Linked DNA regions of Zea mays: all the other regions are linked to region 2. Evidence: chromatin contacts called from public Hi-C data. All regions are on one chromosome and are shown on one strand. The core of a region is the stretch at or near the end of the contact, and the rest is flanking DNA. Distances in the headings are between cores, read along the strand shown. Region 1 holds the start of LOC100125650 (barren inflorescence 2). Region 2 holds the start of LOC103640601 (auxin response factor 25). Region 3 has its middle 30 kb from the start of LOC100125650.

Evidence for each region. Hi-C and Micro-C count contacts between places; a contact is called where the count stands out from the background.
Region 1: a contact with region 2 is called in a Hi-C map of endosperm, with 8 times the contacts expected there. The contact joins the promoter of LOC100125650 here to the promoter of LOC103640601 in region 2. A contact is called at or near these places in 2 of 25 Hi-C or Micro-C datasets (bundle sheath and endosperm).
Region 3: a contact with region 2 is called in a Hi-C map of leaf, with 5 times the contacts expected there. The contact joins the enhancer-like site here to the promoter of LOC103640601 in region 2. A contact is called at or near these places in 2 of 25 Hi-C or Micro-C datasets (ear and leaf).

Annotation. Positions count from the first base shown.
Region 1 is chr1:177,937,298-177,942,160 of Zm-B73-REFERENCE-NAM-5.0, forward strand. LOC100125650 (barren inflorescence 2) reads left to right here and starts at 3,270. Exons shown (of 2, transcript NM_001112581.1): 1 at 3,270-4,091; 2 at 4,198-4,863. The coding sequence starts at 3,385.
Region 2 is chr1:177,509,421-177,514,118 of Zm-B73-REFERENCE-NAM-5.0, forward strand. LOC103640601 (auxin response factor 25) reads right to left here and starts at 2,508. Exons shown (of 14, transcript XM_008663839.2): 1 at 1,485-2,508; 2 at 997-1,109; 3 at 505-603; 4 at 377-433; 5 at 110-265. The coding sequence starts at 1,533.
Region 3 is chr1:177,968,640-177,973,082 of Zm-B73-REFERENCE-NAM-5.0, forward strand. No RefSeq gene overlaps it. Among protein-coding and RNA genes, the nearest start is that of LOC100125650, 30 kb to the left of the region's middle. Within about 2 kb of position 2,017, at least 17 of the 20 cell types and tissues checked have an H3K27ac peak or open chromatin away from gene starts, as enhancers often do. A contact at or near this core is called in ear and leaf, where this site is marked.

The DNA of each region.
Region 1 (4,863 bases), core at 2,020-4,519, 430 kb after region 2:
CTTCCGAAGGGATACACGAAAAATGGTATGTTTAGTGTAAATATGTGCAACGTATTTCTAAACATACATTACTTATCGATGGAGTTCAAGATAGAGAATATGAATTGTAAGAGATTTTTCAATTCAATGTAAACTATCTTGAGTATCTTAGATACAAAGTTGTCTATATCCAATATATATTGAAGAGATTCAATATGAGGGAATCATTGTTATTTGATTCTTTTGGATCATGAGATGTGCTATTGTATATTGCAGAGCATCCGATCGGATATTACTTTGCAATGATTTGCTAGCTAACAACACATGAGATCGAGTTATGTTCTCTATGAGTACTCATGATCTGGTTACAGTTGGATATTCTGATCTTGGATATCTATAGAAGATCCCTAGTTACAAGATCCATGACATACTTCTGGTAAGTTGAACCTATAAATGTCGATCAACAGAGATTAATGGTCACTTACACTAATCATTCTGTAGCACACTTCGTGTAATTGTACAGAATGATAAACTACATATAGAAGGTATGTGGTAGCCATGATTTTCTATCACTGACCTTATTATCTATGAAGATAATATTACTTTGTGTTGTTTAGATGAAAACAAGTTACAAACTAAGTCTCTATCTTACTCCACATTTTAAATGTGTTTGAGAGCATGTATGGGATGACTTAGTGATTTGCAAAGATCAGGGGAAGTTTCCCTTTTGATCGGAAGAACTTGTCTATACATCATGTTGTACTCTTTTCTTTGCATGAGTTTTCCCTTGATTGGGTTTCTCATTCAAAGTTTTTAACAAGGCAACATCAACATAAGGCTTATGTCGTATCATCTATTTTTCCCTAGCGGTTTTTGAGGATGATACATCATGACATAGCTATTGTTATATTTGAACTAGGTTATGAGTTGAGTTCAAATGGATCAACAATAGAGTATGACTACTCTCCTTATTTTTCCCACTGGGGTTTTAAGGAGACTCAGCTGATATGTTGATTTATCAGATTTTCTGACAAGATTGTCTTAGAGAAATATTAGCTTGAGTTATATGTCTCATCAGTTATTTTTCCCACGGGGGGTTTTGAGATGATGACTTTAGACATATTATTGTTCTTTGGGCTAGAGGTCCATTGGAGAACAATGTCGTACCATGGTTCAATTGAACCACCGACCATTATCTATATAGATAATTAAGCTTGTGTTGTTCAGATGGAAACATGTTATATCAAGAGCAACATTAATAAACATATTGCTCCTAAACTGTTTTATCCCCATGAACTTCAGGATAATGGAGATATAAACATCTTGCAAATAAAGTCCTATGATAATCTTGCTGATCTATTCACAAAATCTCTACCATACTCCACGTTTTAAAAATGTGTTGAGTGGATTGGTATGAGAAGACTTAAGTGCTTGCAAGGATCAGTGGGAGTAATTCTCCGTGATATTTGACCTGTTTTGTACCATCATATTACACTCTTTTCTTTGTATTAGTTTTGACTTGTAGAGGTTTTCTCATCCAAAGTTTTTAACGAGGTAATATCAACTAAGCTATATGCTTCATCATTGATTTTCCCCCACAGGGGTTTTTTAGGAATGATGATTACCAACATATTTTATTTTGGAGTTCAAAGTGAGATTTACTCATAATCGAAAAGACATTGTGTACTTCTTATTTTTGTCACATGGTTTTTGAGGAGATAATATATTTGAAGACAACTGACAAATGGTCAAATGGACTTGGATTGATCAAGGGAGAGTGTTACAAAATATGTTACAAACATTGTGACCAATCCAAGAGGCTCGACGACTACTCTTCAAGGGACACACCCCTTGGGGATATACCCCTCCATATGTATATAAACAGGGCCTCCCCCTGCAATAATAACAGTGACTGTCACTTTCTCTCTACATCTCTGTGTCTCGTTTACATAACTCTCTAACAGGATCAACGCCGTTTCACAGACACATTGAAACAGAAGCACGCGTCACGTACGTCGTGTAGGAAGGAAACAAATATATGTTAGCATTCACATTAATATTGGCCCATGTATCAACCTACCATTCGGTAGATTGACAATGCTACATATTAAAGCCAGTTGTTTAGACTGTTACAACTGTAATCTATACAAATAAAATATTGTAGAAATCAGTATAGATTAAAGCCAAACAACAAACGTGATGCGATCTATTAAGCTCCTGGCCTCGTGGGGCAAGAAAACTAGGGTTCGTTGTCCCTGTCTTTGGAGTGTGCTGCAAATTTGACGCCAGTGATCATGCTCCCAGTAGTAGTGGACTACTAGGAGCTTGTATCCTGGAGAAGACAGGCACCAATCACATGCATCGGCGCGTACATTCTGCGTGGTTCTTTGACATTTTCTTGCACTGTTGGTTCCCGTTTTCTCTGCAGTACTGTACTAGTACGTACTGCCAGTGGAAGCTCAGCAGCACCAGGCGCGGTTTGAAGAGAGAGAGAGATAGAGAGAAAAAATGCGACGCTTTTGACCGGCCCCTACGCCACCGTGAGAACCGTGCCAGGGGAATCGGGCGGGCCACGCAACGCTGCCTTCCTTCCTTGCGGTTCACGGCGGCGAGCCGGCGACACCGGCCGGAATGTGGACTTTTCACGGCGCTGCCGTCGTTGCCGTCCCCGACAAAGTTACCAGTTAAGTTAGCTTACAAACCATGCTAGAATAAACCACTGAACCACCTGCTTAATCCCTGCCTAACCATGCCCACCTCGTGCTTAATTAGCACTAGCTAGGTTCTCTCTCCTGTCTTCTCAATATCTCAAGCCGGGTTTACGCAACGCCCATGTGTGGCTGGCCAAGTTTAAAAAGCGACCTCTCCCTACGCCTGAATTTTAAAATAGTTTTAAAATAAGATCCATATGTTTAAAAGGAGGGTTTTCGAATCTTATAGAGTCAAAAATATTTTACAGTAAAAACTTACAGTAAAAAGCGACCTCTCCATAACGGCTCCTGTGCATACATCACGACCCTACCCGTCTACTAGCAAGTAGCAACTGCAACTCCGCTTTGACTTTGACTTGCCTGCTTCCACGCGGACGCTGCCATCCATGCTCGCAGTAATAAAAGCCTGCGGCGCGGCGGATTGACGGATCTGCCCCTCCGTTTTACACGACTAGCCAAGGCACAGCACAACCACGAGTCTGTAGGCTACTGGGCTGAGGTCGCCGCTGGTATAATTATAAAGCGCCCGCGCCACCAACTCCCTTGTCCGCACGCCGCGACCGCCGGAAACCTCACTCCTCGTCCTCGCTCGGAGACACGGCAAGCGAGTCCTCCTCACTCACGCAAACACACGCCGTGCCGCGAGCGCACGAGACAACCGAGCGGAGCTGCCGCCTGCCCGCCAGTGCCAGCCATGGACGCCGCGGTGCGCGTCCCCCCGGCGCTCGGGAACAAGACGGTGACCGAGGTGACGCCGCCGCCGCCACCACCGGCGGGGGAGGAGCGGCTGTCGGACGCCGACACGACGGCGTCGTCGACGGCGGCGCCCAACTCGAGCCTCAGCTCGGCCAGCAGCGCCGCCAGCCTGCCGCGCTGCTCCAGCCTGTCCCGCCTCTCCTTCGACTGCTCTCCGTCCGCGGCCCTGTCCTCTTCCTCGGCGGCGGCGGCGGCCGCGGCCGCGTCATCGCCGGCGCCAGCGCCGGCGCGGCCGCACCGGGCAGGGGACGCGGCGTGGGCGGCGATCCGCGCGGCGTCGGCGTCGGCCGCGGCGCCGCTGGGGCCGCGGGACTTCAGGCTGCTGCGCCGCGTGGGCGGCGGCGACGTCGGCACCGTGTACCTGTGCCGCCTCAGGGCGCCACCCGCGCCCGCGCCCGTCTGCTGCCTGTACGCGATGAAGGTGGTGGACCGGCGCGTGGCGGCCGCGAAGAAGAAGCTGGAGCACGCGGCGGCGGAGCGGCGGATCCTGCGGGCGCTGGACCATCCGTTCCTGCCCACGCTCTTCGCCGACTTCGACGCCGCGCCGCACTTCTCCTGCGTCGTCACGGAGTTCTGCCCCGGCGGGGACCTCCACTCGCTCCGCCACCGCATGCCCAACCGCCGCTTCCCGCTCCCGTCAGCTCGGTGAGCGCAAGCCTAGCCTAGTACTAGTGCTAGTGCTAGTGGAGTGCTACAGCCTACAGATACGTCGTCGTCTTTTTTGTATTTACGGTCGTTGCGGTGGGTGCAGGTTCTACGCGGCGGAGGTGTTGCTGGCGCTGGAGTACCTGCACATGATGGGCATCGTGTACCGCGACCTCAAGCCGGAGAACGTGCTGATCCGCGCGGACGGCCACATCATGCTCACGGACTTCGACCTGTCGCTGCAGTGCACGTCGACGCCGTCGCTCGAGCCGTGCGCCGCCCCCGAGGCGGCGGCGGCGTCCTGCTTCCCGGACCACCTGTTCCGCCGCCGGCGCGCGCGACTCCGCCGTGCCGCCTCGGCGCGGCGGCCGCCAACGACCCTGGTGGCGGAGCCGGTGGAGGCGCGGTCGTGCTCGTTCGTGGGCACGCACGAGTACGTGGCGCCCGAGGTGGCCCGCGGCGGGCCCCACGGCGCGGCCGTCGACTGGTGGGCGCTCGGCGTGTTCCTGTACGAGCTCCTGCACGGGCGCACCCCGTTCGCGGGCGCCGACAACGAGGCCACGCTCCGCAACATCGCGCGCCGCCCGCTGTCCTTCCCCGCTGCCGGCGCCGGTGATGCCGACGCGCGCGACCTCATCGCCCGCCTCCTCGCCAAGGACCCGCGCCACCGGTTGGGGTCCCGGCGCGGCGCCGCCGACGTGAAGGCGCACCCGTTCTTCCGCGGGCTCAACTTCGCGCTGCTCCGGTCCTCCCGCCCGCCCGTCGTCCCCGC
Region 2 (4,698 bases), core at 1,258-3,757:
ATGGTCGAATGCATTAGTTTTTCCAAGGAAAAAACACATAATCATTTATTATAAATCTGTCAAGCTTAAAAAACTTAATCTTCAGTTGAAAAGATCTTAAAAAACAAACCAATGGAGGGAAGACTTTCTCAGCTGCTCGGCGCGGAACAGAGAATCCACCATGGGTACTCGTATCACTTGCAGTCAACGTCTTGCAGAAGTAATTGGTTGGCTGCTTGCTACCAGCACCCAATTCAATTGGAAGAAAAGGATCCTTTTGCTCTTCCTGTACATGGAATCACTTGATGAATGTACAGGCATTGTAATACCATTTGGAAGAACCTTTCATGAGAATCCAGGTTACAAGCATAGAGCTAAGTGGTGATTGGTAAAATACCGGGCTCAATGGTTGCAGTGTCATTTGGGCATACACCTCTTCAGTCTCTGCATCAGCCTGAATAACAAAGAAATTATTTCATAATGCTTCTTAAAGACTAGGCAATGGTCCATTAAGTTTGAACTCACATGCATTGTGACATTATGAAGCTGGCATATTAACTGTGGAGGTAGGTTTGGATAGTTTGGGATTTGAGCATCAACTTCTTTATTAGTTGATGCAGCAACCTGCATGAAAATAGAAACAAACAAAAGAACCTCTTAAGCACAAAGGCACGAGATCAAGTGAATCTCTACAAATAATTTCATTAACCTGTACAAAACTAGACGGAGTTTAAAAAAAGTGACTTAAAGTGATAACAATCTCTGAACAAGATTGATTTTCTGAACACAGGAAACCTTTATGTGTATAGTTGGGCAAAGTGATTTTTCAGTTGAATTTTCCGTAAGTGTTATGTTTAGTCGATCCATTTAACGTATGCAATGTAAAGAATCAGAAGGGTAGCAGCTCAAGTGATTCTTTTTTTTGTTCCTCATCTGCAAAAACCTGATAGTCTCAACTCTCCAGTCAACAAACTCGGACGTATCTAGTTTATTCAAAGATACTGCTGAGTGACCGACCTGCTCACTATGGCCCTGAGGAAAGTAGACGACCCGGCTCCCAACCACAGGCAGGGACACAAGGGGCCCTGCGCATGCATGCCATAGCTCTGAGTTCAGACACCTTTGTTCCCCTGCAAAATGCCAAGCACACATGAGTGGAACAGGAAGCCACCAGAAAGCAGAGTTCATGTGAGACTACTATCCGTGCTTGGCTACAGACAAGAGGGGGTTCAGTGAATATAACATGTAGAACATGTGAACCATGAGTGAAGCTGAGCAATGCCCGAACTTTTCTTTTGGTTGTGCAAGTAAGTGAAGAATATGAACGAATGTCATCATGCATACACAAAGAGCAACTGAGCAAGCCATTTTTGCTTATTTGTTTGGGAACATCAATGCACATTGCACAATGACAGCAGCCCATAATCCGCAAAACCATGCCGAGAGTAACCCAAGCTGAGAAGTTCTGGACCGAATCAATGCTGAAACCGTGATGCGAGATGTACCGTCACTTTCAGGTGATGGCTCCGACATCTTGGGCGGGGAGAGGTTCATGTTCCCTCCCACCAACCAGTACGACCTGGGGGCAAGAACACCAAGGTGCGGCGATGAGAATGGCTGGGCTGCGGGAGCTGCGCGTCCTTAGAAGCTCGCCATGCTCCCAGAAGCAATGTCAGCCCGCTCCCCCTCCGCTTCAGAGCAACCGTTCCCCTTCCTCTGCTGCTGCCGCCGCCGCCGCCTCCCCTTCCCACGCAGGACGCAGCAGCAGCCAAATCCGCTCGAGGAACTCGCTACCCGAACCCAGGACTGTCGCGGCAAACGCGCGCCACTGCGGGCGTCATCGCCCGGAGTCCTCGGCTGAGCACCCGCACCACCTCAAAGCTCCAACCTTTCCCCGAAGAAGCGAAGAGAAGCGCCGGAGCGGGCAAGCTGGGTTCTGGGCAGCCGACGGAGCAAGCGCGCGGGGAAGCCGAGGCGGGGCGCCGGAGCTGAGCTCATCAGACCAAGCAGCTAGCAGCTAGCTAGACAGACAGACAACCCTACCCTTCGCGAAGCATGGGCCACGCGCTCGCAGAACCGAGACCGCCGCGGCGGCTCGCAGGAACCCCACTCGAACCTCCCATTGCACGCGCGGCGCGCTCCGGACCAGCCACGCTCCCGCCGCCGCCGAGCTCAGGGAACCTCCGGCAGCGCGCGGTCACGCCCGACTCCGAGCGCCGGGTGGCCTCCCATTCGACGCGGGCAGCGCGACCACCGGGTGGGAGCGGCAAGAGGCGCCTGGGTGGGTGGGGGCTGGCAGAGAACCCTAGGGGAGGGGGGGGGGCTAGGCCGCCATGGCTGGATCGAGGAGGGGACGAGAGTGGAGTGGAGTACTGGAGTGGCGTGGTGCGGTGCTCCTTGCTTGCTTTCGTTCCCCTTCTCTCTCTATTTTCCCCCTTTTGGTTTACGGGGGAGCCGAGAATAGCAAAGAGAGTGAGAGAGAGGGAGGGACAGTAAAAAAAATATCTGGAAAAAAGGTTAGATCTATATCTATCTCTTCCCCCTTTATCCCCTCTTTATATATTTTACCTGAAGATGAATCTGTAGTGTGTGGCTTTGGAAGGTTTTGAGCTTTGACTGGCTGGATCCTCTTCCTCCAAGAAGTAAACCAGGATCCATGTGGGTTGTTTTGGAGAAAGCGTCGCAAGTGGACGCTTTGGTACACCTTACGCACACGCTGTGATCATCTTTGAAACAGCAGCTGAAGCAGCCATCCCACACCTTCGTCTCCGTGTGTCTCGCTCGCGGTACGAGGATTCCTGCCTGCCCACCCATCATCCCATGCACAGACTGCAAGTGCAAGTGCGGTGCAGCAGCCATGCTCTTGCTCGGCGGGACGGCCGTTGACGGTTTTTACTTTTTATTACCGGCCCACTGCCCAGCGGCCAGCGCCCCCAGCCACGAGGCGGTGCCGTGCCGTGCCGACACGACGGGACGTGACGCCTGCCTGTGTACTAGTGCGTAGTGCCAGTGCGCGCCATGCAGCGCAGCGGCGGACTGGAGGAGGGGCCGACCGACCGACCGACGGACGGGACGGGTCGTCTGGGCATCTAGAGCCGCCCGCCGTGGCCGCCGCTACGTACATTTGGCTGAGCCTATCCGGAGCGGTCCTCTAAATTTCTATGTTGTTTTGTTTATTTTCTAATTTTTCATCTTCCGCACACGTACCAATAAATTCTTCTCATATATCTCATTACAATCATAAAATATCATTAGCGATAATCCAGATGTCACCCGGCGAACCTCCCCTCCTCTCAGTCATCATAGTCGATGTATTTATATGGGTCCATAGAGACTTGGGCGAACGACACGTGTGTCCAGTGGGGCTTGTTCCTGCGAGTGGGGGCGTGGGCGGGCGCAGTGCTGCTAATGCTGAGCGGCGCGGTGGTTGCTGCGTTTGAGCCGGCGAGGGAAGCGAGCGGGTGCTGCAGGGTGGATTGGAGAGGATGTGGTTGGATCACGGTAACATAAACATTATTAGGTAAAGAAAGTGTTCAATGGCACAACTTGTCTTTTTGGTGCAAACTTCAGGTACTTCTCCAAGTTGAGCTTTAGGTTCCTCGCGACCTCACTTATATTCGTACAAATACAAACAAATGAACAAATAATGGATATGATAACATTACACCGAAACACAATAACAAAATATTCTATGTGTCGCTTTGAGATCGTAGACGAGAACCACTAAAAACGAAGCTAAAATGAATTAGTTATGGATTTTCTAAGTTTTTAGATTGTTTTGATATTAATTCTTGCACTAATAATAATAAACTTTATTTATTTTATATAATCCTTTTTATTCTGTATGGACGGTGGATACTATTCCATAGGAGCTAAGGGGTCAAACTGCAAGTTTTTGGGGACCTAAATTAAATTCTTCTAACTGTTTATGGATGGCGGGTTGATTAGGCAACTCCGCATGAACTCTTTAGCAAAGTTGTATCGACCGAAAGGGTATCAAGTATCATGAGTCGTTGGATCAACGGTCTGCGGTTCCGATTAGATCGCGTGTTAAACGAACCGGTACGCAATCTCACTTGTGGGGTCTTGGATCGACGACCCACAACCTTACACGCTTAGATATATCTGCTGGCTTCGATTTCCATATTGGTGGTTTTGATTAAAACGTCAAAGGGATATCTCCACGATCTAATCTGAGTTGTTCTCCCACGAATCAATGGATCATGTTCGGCTACCCTTGTCTCAAATCATGATCGCCCATTCGAGATCTTATGGTCTGCGCCCGTCATCCTCCTACCTCCCAATCGATCCAAGCGGCGGCGCCCTGACCCCACCGGCGAGCTCACCGGATAAAGCACAAACTAGCGACCTTGATCGCAAATTACCAGCCTGATAGCTCTTCACGATGCCGAAGACACAGAGACTCTAACATGAGACTTCTTACCCCATAGTTATGTAGTGACAACCCCAGCCCACGGTGAGTGACAGATCCGCGGCGCAGGAAAGACTCCAGGGACAAATTCCCCATGCTTCGATGGTTCCCTTCACGCATTGATGCTCTGGTTGCCTTCCACGAACCACGACGAGTCTCCATGTCTTCCTGTTGTGAATCATCTAGACCCTTTAATGATGTGTTGGTAATTAATGACAAACTTATGTGGACTAACAATTCTTGGAGAATAAAAATTCAAGTTAGACCACGGGAAAAAGGGTTTATCG
Region 3 (4,443 bases), core at 767-3,266, 460 kb after region 2:
TGTTGCACCAGCTTTGCCGTGCTGCTTGTGCTTGCTTGTTGCATGTTGGTTCCAGAGTTGAGCAGAAGTCAGGCAGAGGCGCCCGCGAAGGACGCGACCGCCGACCGCCGGACTGGACGGATCGAGAGCGCGCGGTTGCCGCTGCCGGTGGGTGCTTGTGTCGCCGTCGCAGAGCCTTTACTGGTACTTCCGGGCCCATGGATCGATCGCTGCCTGTGTCCATCGTTGTCGGCCGGGGGGATGGCTACATGGCTCGCCGCCCCTCGCCGTCGCCGGCTGGACTGGAATGGGATCCTCCAACACAAACATGTAGCGTCGTTTGCGACGTCGGCTCCACGCCACGCCCTGGACTACGTACTCACACATGTGACAGACATTGGCGGCACTCGCGAGGAGGCGCGATGCTCTCTGACGCCGAACTCGCCATTAATCCAGAGCCCAGAGCGCAGAACACCCAGACCCAGCTCGATCGGGAGGATCAGAGCTGAGGATGGGCGGATGGAGGCGTGGAGCACATGCGCGGCAGTCGGCACAGGCTTCAACAGGACGACTGACGTGACCTGTGGCTCGCTCATCCCAGCACGGCAGCGGCAGCTCGCACCTCGCAGGCAGGCACCACCTGACCTCGCGAGCAGGCAGGCACGCACGCACGCACGCAAAGGTAGAAGCCCAGAGAGACACACACTGGCAGAGAGAGAGAGAGAGAGAGAGAGACGTACAGGGCCCTCCAATCCAGCAGGCCCCGGCCGGCCACGTACTACACGCCATGGGCGCCTGCCTGCCTGCCCAAGACCTTTGACCCTAGAAAACTTGGGAAAGAAATTCACCTTCACCCCGGGCCAGCTGCCTGCCTGCAGCGTGCCAGAGTCCACAGGCCATGCATGGTTAGAAAGGGCCCGTGGTTTTTCGTGCGGTAGAGTAGCATCTGCACTGCATGTGATGCACCGCATGTCCGCATGTTAGATTACTTTGTGAGGAACATATCCTTAATTATCTTTTTATAAGAGTTCGTTGTAGAGTTGGTTATATTTGTCTAAAAAAATCATACGTCTAATATAGTAGTAATATACATTGTAACCCTATTTGGATTGTAATAACAACCTCCATGAATTGTAACTTAAGGCATATATATTGCCCTATAAAAACAAGCAGGCTAGGTAGCGGTCTACTAAGAGACTGACATCTCGAATATTTGTTGCTCCATAGTTTATTTTTGAAACCAAACCACGAAAAGAACCATTTACGACATGCAATGAGCAATGGCACTACGTACTCGTACAGTCGTAAGGTAAAAGCTCGTACAGTCATTTGTACAGTAGTACACAGTACAAAAAGGTCTGCCTGTGCCTGCAGAGAAAGAAAGACAAAGCGCAGGCTGGCTAGTAGATAATTGCCGTTCCTGATGTCACGCATGGCCGCATGGGCTGGGCATGCTCGAGCAGAGAAGGCTCTTCGCTCTCGGCTCTCGCGGCGGGGTATTGTTGATATGAATGTATGATCACCAGTACCACACCACGCACATGCAACGCAATGCAAAAGGCCGGCTACTCTGCATGGCTATTCGGCTTGCAGTTGCTTAGCTATGGCTAGCTACAGTAGCGTCGTCCGGAGTTGACTGCGTGAGCAATGAACGGGCAGAACGAGCAAGTGCGGCAGCGCCAAGCACCAAGCAGCATTGCCTCGTCCGACCTCGGACCATGCGCCGCGCCTGCTATAGTGCTAGGCCCTTCTCCTAGTAGTCCTAGCAGCTAGCTGTAGCCTGTAGGTGTAGCTTCTCCTCCATCAATGATGTTGGGGTTGCTGTGCATGTAGCCGCCGATGACACGCATGATGTTGCAGTTGCATGTAGTTCTCCGGCATGGTCCTATTGGACGTGAAAGCAGGTGTAGGCGTGTAGCTGACCTCGCCGTGTAGGCGCGCATCTCACCGCGTGCTCCAGGGAGACGTCGTTGAGCTACCTGAGCTCCCTTGGCGACCATGGGCCGTGGTGGGCTGGTGGCTGGAAGGTCTTGTTGCAGGTCACGGTGAAATAGGGCCGAAGGGGCGCATCTGTCGGGCCGGGGCACCCAGGCAGCGACACGGTGAGCCCATATCTCACCACGCACTACTATTTCTATTTCGCTGGCCATAATGCCCTGGATCTCTTTCTGGTGGAACATCTGTATGAAACTGTGAGACAGTGCTCTCTTTCTCGTGATCAATCAGCTCCAGAAGCACAACCCCGAAGCTGTACACATCACTCTTGTCGCTCAGACGGTGGCTGACAAAGCTCTCAGCCCAGAGTTCCCTGGATGAGCACAATGAAATCGTTCCTGTCCATGGACTTGACGCCGCTCCGAAATCCGACACCTTCGCGTTGTGTTCCTCATCCAGTGGCGATCTTCAGTCTAAGATCCAGTGGGACCGGTGATCCGCTTCCGTCGACTGCGCCATGAAGGAACTCGAAGAGGGTGCCGTTGGAAACGTACTCGTACACCAGCATCGGCACATCTACGTCCAAGATGATGATCTCGTTCACGAACTCCTCTCTGCTTGCTGTCGTCGTCCTTCAGCTTGGACTTCTTTATGGCGACCTGTTTGCCGTCGTCCGGTGTCCAACAAGGTTCCTCTGTAGACCATTCTATGGCCGCCGCATCCAAGAACGTTGTCCGTGGCTTTCTTTATCTCCTCCTCCGAGAGAGAGTATAAGGAGGGCCGGGCAAAAAACCCGTAATCCGAAACCCGAACCCGGAATACTCGAATCCGAACCCGAAACCCGAATTTTGTTCGAGAATTTCGGGTAGCAACTTGCAAAATCCGAATTTATTTCGGGTATCACAATCGGGTACCCGAAATACCCGAATTACCCGAACTTTCACGTGTCATGTAGTTATGTCATGCTTAATTATTAATTTGTACATTTATAATTATGTGTAACTGTGCATAGCTTGTGATTGTAGATTGCTTGTGTTTTATATGTCCATATATATCATTATTCAAACTATATTTTTATACTAATTTAATAGGGTGTATGTGTTTTTATGAAACCGATATAATAGTTCGGGTAGTTCAGGAATACCTGTGACACTATGAAAATCATTAAATAAAAATAATACATTTAGTTAATAATGTTATTTATGGTAATAAATTTTTTATTGAAGTGTTTATTATTTATTTCATTTGGAGTAATTTTTTTTATCGCGCATGGTTGATTTTTTGGTTATTGAATAACATTTCTTCTTAAATCCTAGTAAATAAATAATATAATCAGTCCAAAAATAACTATATTATTTATAAATACTTTTGGATTAATCATTATAAATTTTAGAGTTATTTAAAAGTGTATTTTAAATTAGAAAAGAGAAATTCGAAAAAAACAAAAAAAACTAACTAACCTAACCTACCGTCCTGTTTAGCCCATCAAACCACACCCTGCTCTCCTGCTAACCCTAGCCGCCACTTCCCTGGCTCCTCCCTGGCCGCCGCCACCCACCACTCCCTTCTCTCTCCTCCCTCTGCTCTCACCCACACGCCACCAGGAAGCCCGCGCACAGGAGGCCGACCGAAGTCGCGCGACCACACCCAAGCCGACGCCGCGACCAAGCTCAAGCATCGACACGCAGCCACGGAAGCCGACCGCGCCCGCGAGCTGGACCCAACGTGCTGGACGCCCGAGCTCCTGCGCCCGACACCCTGCGCCCAGACCCGCGCACAGCTCCCACGCCGAGCCCAACGCGCCGCGCTGCAAGCCCGAAGATCGACCGACGCCCAAGAACACCGAAGCGCCGCGACGACCGAGCCGAGTACTCGCTGTCAACGAACCGATGCCCCGTGCACCGCCACCCCGCCCGTGCCTACGCGTTGTCCATCGCCGGACAGTCCACGCCGTCTGTCGGACAGTCCACGCCGTCTGTCGTTCAACAGAGCTCCGCCCGTGCCTACGCGTTGTCCATCGTTCGTCGATTCCGTTGTGCCTTCGTCTAATCGCGCGCTCGAGCCGTTCGCCGTCGTCTGTTCACTCAAGGTTGAAGACAACCCCAACCCGTTAATGTATTTTCTAAATCATGTTTGAATTACTTTGTTGATCTTATGAATTATTGTTGTAATGTTGATGCGATTTGGCGATTCATGTGTATGATTTTTAGAGATGCTATGTATACGGGTAACCAAAGTCGAACCCCGCGACAATACTTTGAACATGTGTATGATTTTATAATTTTAAAAATGAGTACGGTCACTATTCACTACTTCCGTGGTTTTCGTACTAGAAATGTTTATAATTAATTTAGCTTTAATATGTGTGGAACGATAATTGTTAGTAGTATTTTAAGTGTACACTTATTTGCATAAAGAAATAGAAATCCTCAGCCACGTATTTTCGGTCGAATGAAAATATAGGTTTTACTATTCACAATGAATGTATTCATAAGTATAGCAGTTAATTACTTAGAATTAGTAAAATAG